2 separate regions of the Nothobranchius furzeri genome follow, and region 2 is linked to region 1. The links are chromatin contacts, called in public Micro-C maps. All regions are on one chromosome and are shown on one strand. Each heading gives the region's core, a stretch centred on a gene start, on an enhancer-like site or on the middle of the called end of the contact. The rest is flanking DNA. Distances are from core to core; before and after follow the strand shown.

Region 1 (3,737 bases), core at 717-3,216:
TAAAGCAGTCCAATACTACTTAATGAAATCATTAATTTTAAAACTTTAGATATAAAACAATTCATTTGTATGCATGATGCTGGCCTGAAACAATTCTACACATTCTGAAATTGTTCTAAATGTCAAATTGAATCAAACTTATCTTTGTGAAATATGGAAATTAATAAACCCTCATCCTATTAAGTCAAATAAATCCATGAATCTAATTTTTGCAATAAAGCCATCTAAATGAAAATAATTTAAATAATTTGGATTACTAAAGGCTTTAGTTTGTCTTTAGAGAAAACTGATTATCCACTGATCTATAAGCATTCGTCAAAAATATTGCTGAAATCTATTTTATCATTAGCGATCAGATGCCGTGCCGTTTCAGTTCCATCTCAGAAAATAAAAAAAGCCTTCCAATAAAACGAAAGTAATTAGAAGGGGGATTTCCCAAACCAAAAGGTTATATATGTCCAAAAGTACAACATGTGAAAACAAACAACAGGTGAAAACCAAGTACGAGGTCTAATAAAGTTTGAACAAACATATGGGGAGAAAGTGAAAGTGGGCGGCAGCTTCTTCACAGACCGATACTGTACACCTACAACTTGACAAAACGAAAGTGAGCCTGTTTGAGTGGGATGTTTGCAAAAAAAAAAAAAAGGGTACTAGTAGCATGTTAGCTAGATAGCAACGTTACTAGAAGCTAGTGGGCAAAATTCACTTATTCATGCGCAAAAACGACAATAAAGCTCAGCAATCACAAGCAAACCCTAAGCGTGACAGCCTAAGAATATGTTACAGAAAGTAAATTGTTTAGAAGTTACTTAATTTGATCGAAAATAAAACCAGTTACTCACTCAGAATCAGCTGACACAACGGTGACTCAGTAGACTACACTTTTTCCGCATTCTTGTACGATGATTTCAACGCCAGCCAATGGTGAAGAAGGAAGCGAGGCAGTTTCGACCAATTGTGCTACAATATTCGTGGTGGCCAATAAAAATCGGCGTCATTCAAGCCAGTGAATAGCACACGCCCACAGCAAAGCCAATCAGACGCCACGTAGCTCGGACAGCGATCCAATAGAAAATCACAGCGCGGCAAAAGCCGTCTCCACACAAACTAGGTGATACGTGCAGAAACTCACATGTTCCGCCGACAGGGTACAGCCATCGGGTACAGCCCACAGCCGAGCAGAAACACAAACGCATATAAAACGAGAAGAAAAGCGGGGAAATAAATAATGTGCCTGTAAATGCATTTTATTTAAATGTGTATTTTTTCTGAAAAAGGAAAAAATAAATTGTTTCAAAGAAAAACATTTACGTTTTGAAACATTAAATCAAAATATTAAATCAAAACTTTCTTCAAACGTCATTATCTTTAACAGAAAATAAACATTTTTTCATGGTTTTTTTCCCACAAATTAAAAATTTCATTATTTGATTAATTAAATAATTATATAGTATCAATTTAGTAATGTGATTGTTTAAATAACTAAAAATAATTGTTTGTGTAGTGATCCACTACACTGTGGTGATCTAAAATCAGATCACACACCTGTTCTAATTTTTGTCATTTATATCAAGCGACTTTGCTCCCTCTGGTGATGGAAACCAGAAACAAGAGATTTTAGGGCACATCTGTCTAGGATCAGCAGATTTATGTATATTTTAACTATATTTGCATTTTTGTTTAGTTTTGTTTTATTCTACTCGCACTTTACTACGCTACTCTACTAGCCTTATCATTTCTACATTGTACATATATTTTCATATCTTTATGAAGTTTGGCATTTTGAATAAGTTATGTGTGAGGTGTAGTAACATCATTATTTTTGTCTGCCCACCCTCTCTGCAGCCGCGGTGTCAATCATTAGTGCCTATGTCTGTTGAGACACCGGTTCCACAAGAAGAGACATACAGTAATCTGGATTACTGTAACTGAACCTTTTAACTAACAAAGAGCGAGGGGGCAGACAGGTGGGTGTAGATTCTCTAGGACCAATCACAGCTGGTCATCAGGTCAGTACTTATCTGCAGGTTGATTTTTGATCTCTCTCTCTGAGCTGAGACCCATCTGCCATCACAACATGGTAAGAGACTCCATTATAGACACCGATAATGAGCTGAGGGACACTGGATGGTCTCACAGCTGGGTTACTGTGATGATAAGACATTAAAAATATAAAATATTGCTAATGAAGTTCTAATAAACTATATCTTCATTTCCTTTAGACAAGCTACACAGATAAGGGCGAGAAGGTGAGCTTTCATTTTTCTACTGAGCCAGGAGCTTGAATGAGATGTATATATTTAGTTATTCTTATTCTTCTACTTTACTTTTTAGCATGCAAGGGGAAAGTTTTTGAGGTTTCATCATGTTACCTTCTGGGTTGGCAATGCTAAGCAGGTTAGTGTCCAAACTGTCACAAACAGGACATTTATAGTTTTATTCTAGTTCTGCACAATAGAAGGAAGCAAACTTGGTTTCTTTTAGTTGAAGTTCATTAAACATTTTCTCCACCAACCCATTACTGCACAGGCAGCCTCGTTCTACTGCGATAAGATGGGCTTTGAGCCTCTGGCCTACAAGGGTCTGGAGACTGGCAGCCGGGAGGTGGTGTCCCATGCCATCAGACAGGATAAGGTATGGAGTACAACCTTTTCATGTATTGTTTTGAGTTTACACCGGTTTACACCTGATCCATCTCTGGCAAAAACTCAACCTTCACCTCCACCTCTTCTTCTGCAGATAATCTTTGTGTTTCAATCTCCCCTAAACCCTGGAAACAAAGGCACGTTTGCTCCGTTGGACATGTGAGATTACATCAAAGAACATGACATTCAGCTTTCATCATGCTTTTGTTCCAAATTCAGAAATGGGGGAGCATTTGATCAAGCATGGAGATGGAGTGAAAGACATTGCTTTCCAGGTGGAAGACTGTGATTTCTTAGTCAAGGTAAAACAGGCGGGTTCTGATGGACACGTTATTTAAAAATGTAAAAGTATTAAACATTAGCCAAGTAAAATTCCAAATAACCAAACATTAACTGTTTAGGTGCAGTTATATAAGGCCTAAAACGTATTTATATGTTCTTTTATGCATAAGAAGCCTAATTTTGTATGCAATTAAATATGATTTATTTACATTTATCTTTAGTGTCAGTTCAATTCATTTGTTGGTGAAATTTGCTGCTTGATAAAATAAATGCAGAGAAATGAAAAAAGTCGGCTCATAAAAGTAGAGCAATAAAGAAAAGAAACTAGGTAAAAAAAAGTCCCTTAAATATGTGGAAAAGTTCAGTAGATTTCCTTACTTGTTTATACACCATTGAGCAACAGCAGCTATTGGGTAACGGGAGATGCTGGGATTATAGATTTGTCCACTGCTCTCATTTTAGCTTGTTTTTACTCAAGTTAAGCAGTTTTTTATACATTATACACACAGCGTGTTGAAATCTGGGCAAACATGCCAGCTTTGCACTGGGACTGATTCTACTCGTCTGAACTTTTTACCGCAGTCAAGGTCAAAACGAAGGTTTAGACAAACGGAGTCTGTTGACTGTTGGAAATCTCAAAGTTACAGGATCACTACCAAGTCTGCAGAGCTCACAGCAGGAAATCTGATATTTGCAGAACAATAAATTCATAGTCAAAAAGATATTCCCTTTGTAGCCACTGGAGGGTATTAGTCACCAGCTCTCTCTCCAAGCAGGCTGAAACTCCTGTTTTTCCCCCCGCCACCT
Region 2 (3,737 bases), core at 460-2,959, 93 kb before region 1:
CAGGTGATCAGGATTTCTTTCCTTCTGCTTTTTAAATTCCTGTCATTCTTTCCAAAAACCAAATCCCACAGGAAAAAGTGAAAGGATTTTGGGGAAGAAGGAGGAATTTCACTGCCACTAAATGCAAACAATATGCCTGTTTGTGTTGGAGTGAAGGCTGACGTCAGCAGGAGCGCAGGTGGACTTCAGCGCCAGCAGGGGCCGAGCTCGGTGCTAGGATCTCACATTAAGCCTCTCTCCTTCAGAGACTCTGTGACTTCAGTGGTGTAAGCCTGATGCACATACCTTAGTCCCAAATATGAAGAAATGCGACTAAAACTACTTTTATAAGTATCTTGACTAAAATTCTCACAGGCTTGTTTTCCTAATAAGCAAAGTTTTGAGTTTACAAAAGTGATATGAGGGAAAGAGTAAAGAGGAGAGGCAACTAACAACCCCTCCTCTCGTCTCCGATTGGCCTCTGCAGTGGCGTGGCATGGCAGCAGCAGGAACCACTCAAACACTTGTGCCATTTCAACCAAAGCTACAGAAAAGTTTGTTTTCCAGTAAATTTAAAGCATGAAACGTGCACTCACGTTGACGACAGAGTCCTTGAACTTGATGTGGAGCCTGTAATTGGAAATGGCAATGATGGCTTCATCTGCACGGCCAAGATATTCCACCCCCTCCCCCTGAAGAACTGGGAATGGCACCTGTGGAGAGACAAAAATCTGTTAAGGTTGGATTATTGGAAAAGTTGCTCCACAATTTTCTAATGGGATTCAGACACTTAAGCAAGTGTGGAAAATAAGAACATTTTAGGAGGAAATGGAGAGCTGATTGAAAACAAAAAACATGAAGGTAAACGGAAAAAAGAAAACCGGATCCATAATTACGTAAAGTAAATTTGCTCGACAGAAAAACAAATCTTGACTGATGTACCCAGCCACAGAGAGAGCTTGTTGCAAAAATGAGGTGCGTAAGAATTTAGCACCATTTCAGCCGACACTGCACATTTTTCATCCATCTCCAAGTAGACACCAACTCACTCTAGTCCCATTTTTAGGAAGGGGGTCACTGAAAACATCTCCGCAGATCTCTTTGTTTACTACACTTCTTTATGATCACTCACAAATGCATATACAATTAGTGCTGCTGCACATCTTTTAAGGAAAACGACACATCAATCACTACAAGTCACATTAATGCCAGCGTCCATGTTTAGTCGGCCAGTTAGAAGAATCCAGAGGTTTTACAGTCATCACTGGTGGCTGGATGAAGAGACAGGACTGAGGGAGGGATCTCACGACTTTCCATTAACAATCTTATTGTAGCCATTTAATTACAGTCACAGCCAAGTTTCTGGTCTTGGCTGCAGCAAGACCCCTGCATTAATGTAATTGGTTTCCAAGGGAGGTCGATATTTATTTTATTTTTTATATTTAAACTCGAAGTGAAGAATTACCTTTAAAGCACAGTGAGTAAATGAGAAACGGTTAAGTCTGCCAACTTCTAAAGTTTTTGTTAGTGGAGATAAAGTGAAGCTTTTGACTTCTCCGTCTTCAGCTTCTCACTTACCTTCAAGGCAAATGTCACTACACAGCTTTTTTATTTTTTGTTCTGACTGATTAAAATGCTGGGCGTCACCGAGAACCACAAATGGCCTCTCAGAACTTGTTTAGGTGGTGGTAGGGAGGACAACAGCGTTGCCTAGAGACAACACGAGCATGTATTGCTGACTCACGCAGAGCAAGCTCTCCACCCGTGCATGCAGCGAGTAGATGAGGCAGAGCAACCAGGCAGATTGGAAACAACAAGGATCCGTAGTGAAGTGAGGTCACACACAGGATCTGATTGGCTAGTAAAAAGAGGTAGTGAATTTAAGAAAATATGTCACTTTCAAGCCAACGAAAGGTCTGCTAATTATTTAGCCTCAAATGATTCTTCAAATACATTTTTTAAATCAGTTTGACTCTTGCCCTGCTTGATAAATTTATTTCACCATCATTTATAATTTATTTAATACAACAGCTAAAATAATAATGAGGCTGTTAGGTTGAATGAGTCCAAAATGCCACCTTTTCTTACAACTTCCTTCAGTCCTTTAACAACACAGGCCCCAGTCAGACACGCCAAGTACTCTCATAACATTAAATACCACAGTCTCGTCTTCACTCAAAAAATTAAAGTAGACAATGTACAACCTTACTGTTGAACAATACCCACTACTATCTGATCTTTATTGTTTGTAATTATCTTTATTTTATTCACTTGCATTTAAAATATTTTTTTCTTAGTTTATTGATCTTGTTTTAATTTTGATGTGGTTTCTTTGTGAATCCCTATATAAGGTAAGTAAACCTTACTTTCTCTTATTTGTGTTTGTGTGAAAGAGTGTTTTATGCCCATTTGCTACACATTTTTAATGCTGTCAATATATATAACTGATGAATTTAACAAACTTGATGTAATTTTCTAATACTATTTCATCCTTGGTCAGTGTGAAATATTGTCTTTTACTCTAGCCAACACTGCACATGCAGCTGCTCCTCTCAATTTAAAATCAAATCCTCAGTCCAAATAAGACACAAGCACAGCTCAACCTGGGAACTGGAGCACTATACTCAGACATCAGAGGCAAAAATAAGTACCAGGCCTCATCCTGGCACAGCAAAATCAACTTAGATATATTATTTTTAAAATTCATTAACAGCATGTGCCATGCTTTAACGAAAATAAACGGCAACTTTTAAAAATGGAAGATTAAAAAAGCCCACAAAAAAGCAGAGCTGAACAAAAAGAGGCTAATTAAAAAGAAAAGCACATATAAATGCTTTTTTAAATTTCAGGGCAAATTTAGCAAAAGCTTGTGTTAATACCACCTCGACAGCAGCAGATATGATCAGAATGAGATTGTACAGGTGCTCCTTTCTGCTGTGGGAGATACCCAACATGTCCTACTGAGACTATCATAGTTAACAGGCTGTCCAGACTGGGCACTGCATTAAACAAGCTGGGCTCTAAAAGTGGCCGCATGAGTCATGAGCAGCCAGCCGGTGCAGCTGAAGATGCTGTGTGACGTTTCCTCTGTGAAGCCTTCAGCAGCAGAAACATGAAAAAGAGAATCGGGGAGGGGAGGGGGAGGGAGCAGAAAGACCCGCGAATAGCAAGTCGTGACTTCCGCTTCAAGCAGCTTGCATGTCGGAGCATGCACGCACATCTCTGAGTGTGTACAATGGTCTGCAAACACACAAGAGGAGAGGCAGCGAGGTTTAAGCGTTGTGAGGCAGGGAAAGACTGCAGTTTGCTTGGAGAAAAAGGTGTGGCTAGAGACATCAAATATAAGACAGGAAAAAACTAAAACAGAGATTAAATGTGTGACTGGAGTGAGACGGCAAATACATCATTTATAGAATTATTGCAATGAGTTCATTTATAAAGCACCTGCTTCAAACGGATCTCAATCTTTGTACTCGTCTTGACTGGAAACCTTTTAACCCTCTGGGGGTTACACTGGGGACCCTCGCACAAAAAAAAACAGTTCAAGGGACCTCTAAGGGTTAAAGAATGGCCCTTTACAAAATAAAAGCGTTAGACTGATTGTCATTTCAATTCAAGCGGAAACATGCTTTGGTTGAAACCCACAAAACACTGGAGAATGACCTGCGGCTGGGCGGATGCCTCCACCCTCCATCTTTCTTTTGTCAAGTTCTCCATAAACACATGATTTGCTCCATTAAGCATCAGGAAGCCTGAAC

The links. Hi-C and Micro-C count contacts between places; a contact is called where the count stands out from the background.
Region 2: a Micro-C map of tail fin shows a contact between it and region 1, with 15 times the contacts expected there. The contact joins the enhancer-like site here to the promoter of hpda in region 1. A contact is called at or near these places in 2 of 2 Hi-C or Micro-C datasets (skeletal muscle and tail fin).

What each region holds. Positions count from the first base shown.
Region 1 is chr10:66,483,071-66,486,807 of NfurGRZ-RIMD1, reverse strand. It overlaps hpda (4-hydroxyphenylpyruvate dioxygenase a), which reads left to right and starts at 1,966. Exons shown (of 14, transcript XM_054730916.2): 1 at 1,966-2,083; 2 at 2,226-2,252; 3 at 2,338-2,400; 4 at 2,533-2,637; 5 at 2,743-2,785; 6 at 2,868-2,950; 7 at 3,707-3,737. The coding sequence starts at 2,081. mtmr4 (myotubularin related protein 4) reads right to left here and starts at 936. Exons shown (of 20, transcript XM_070555921.1): 1 at 846-936.
Region 2 is chr10:66,575,528-66,579,264 of NfurGRZ-RIMD1, reverse strand. It overlaps mtmr4 (myotubularin related protein 4), which reads right to left. Exons shown (of 20, transcript XM_070555921.1): 4 at 576-692. Among protein-coding and RNA genes, the nearest start is that of LOC139072264, 18 kb to the right of the region's middle. Within about 2 kb of position 1,709, at least 1 of the 3 cell types and tissues checked has an H3K27ac peak or open chromatin away from gene starts, as enhancers often do. A contact at or near this core is called in tail fin, where this site is marked.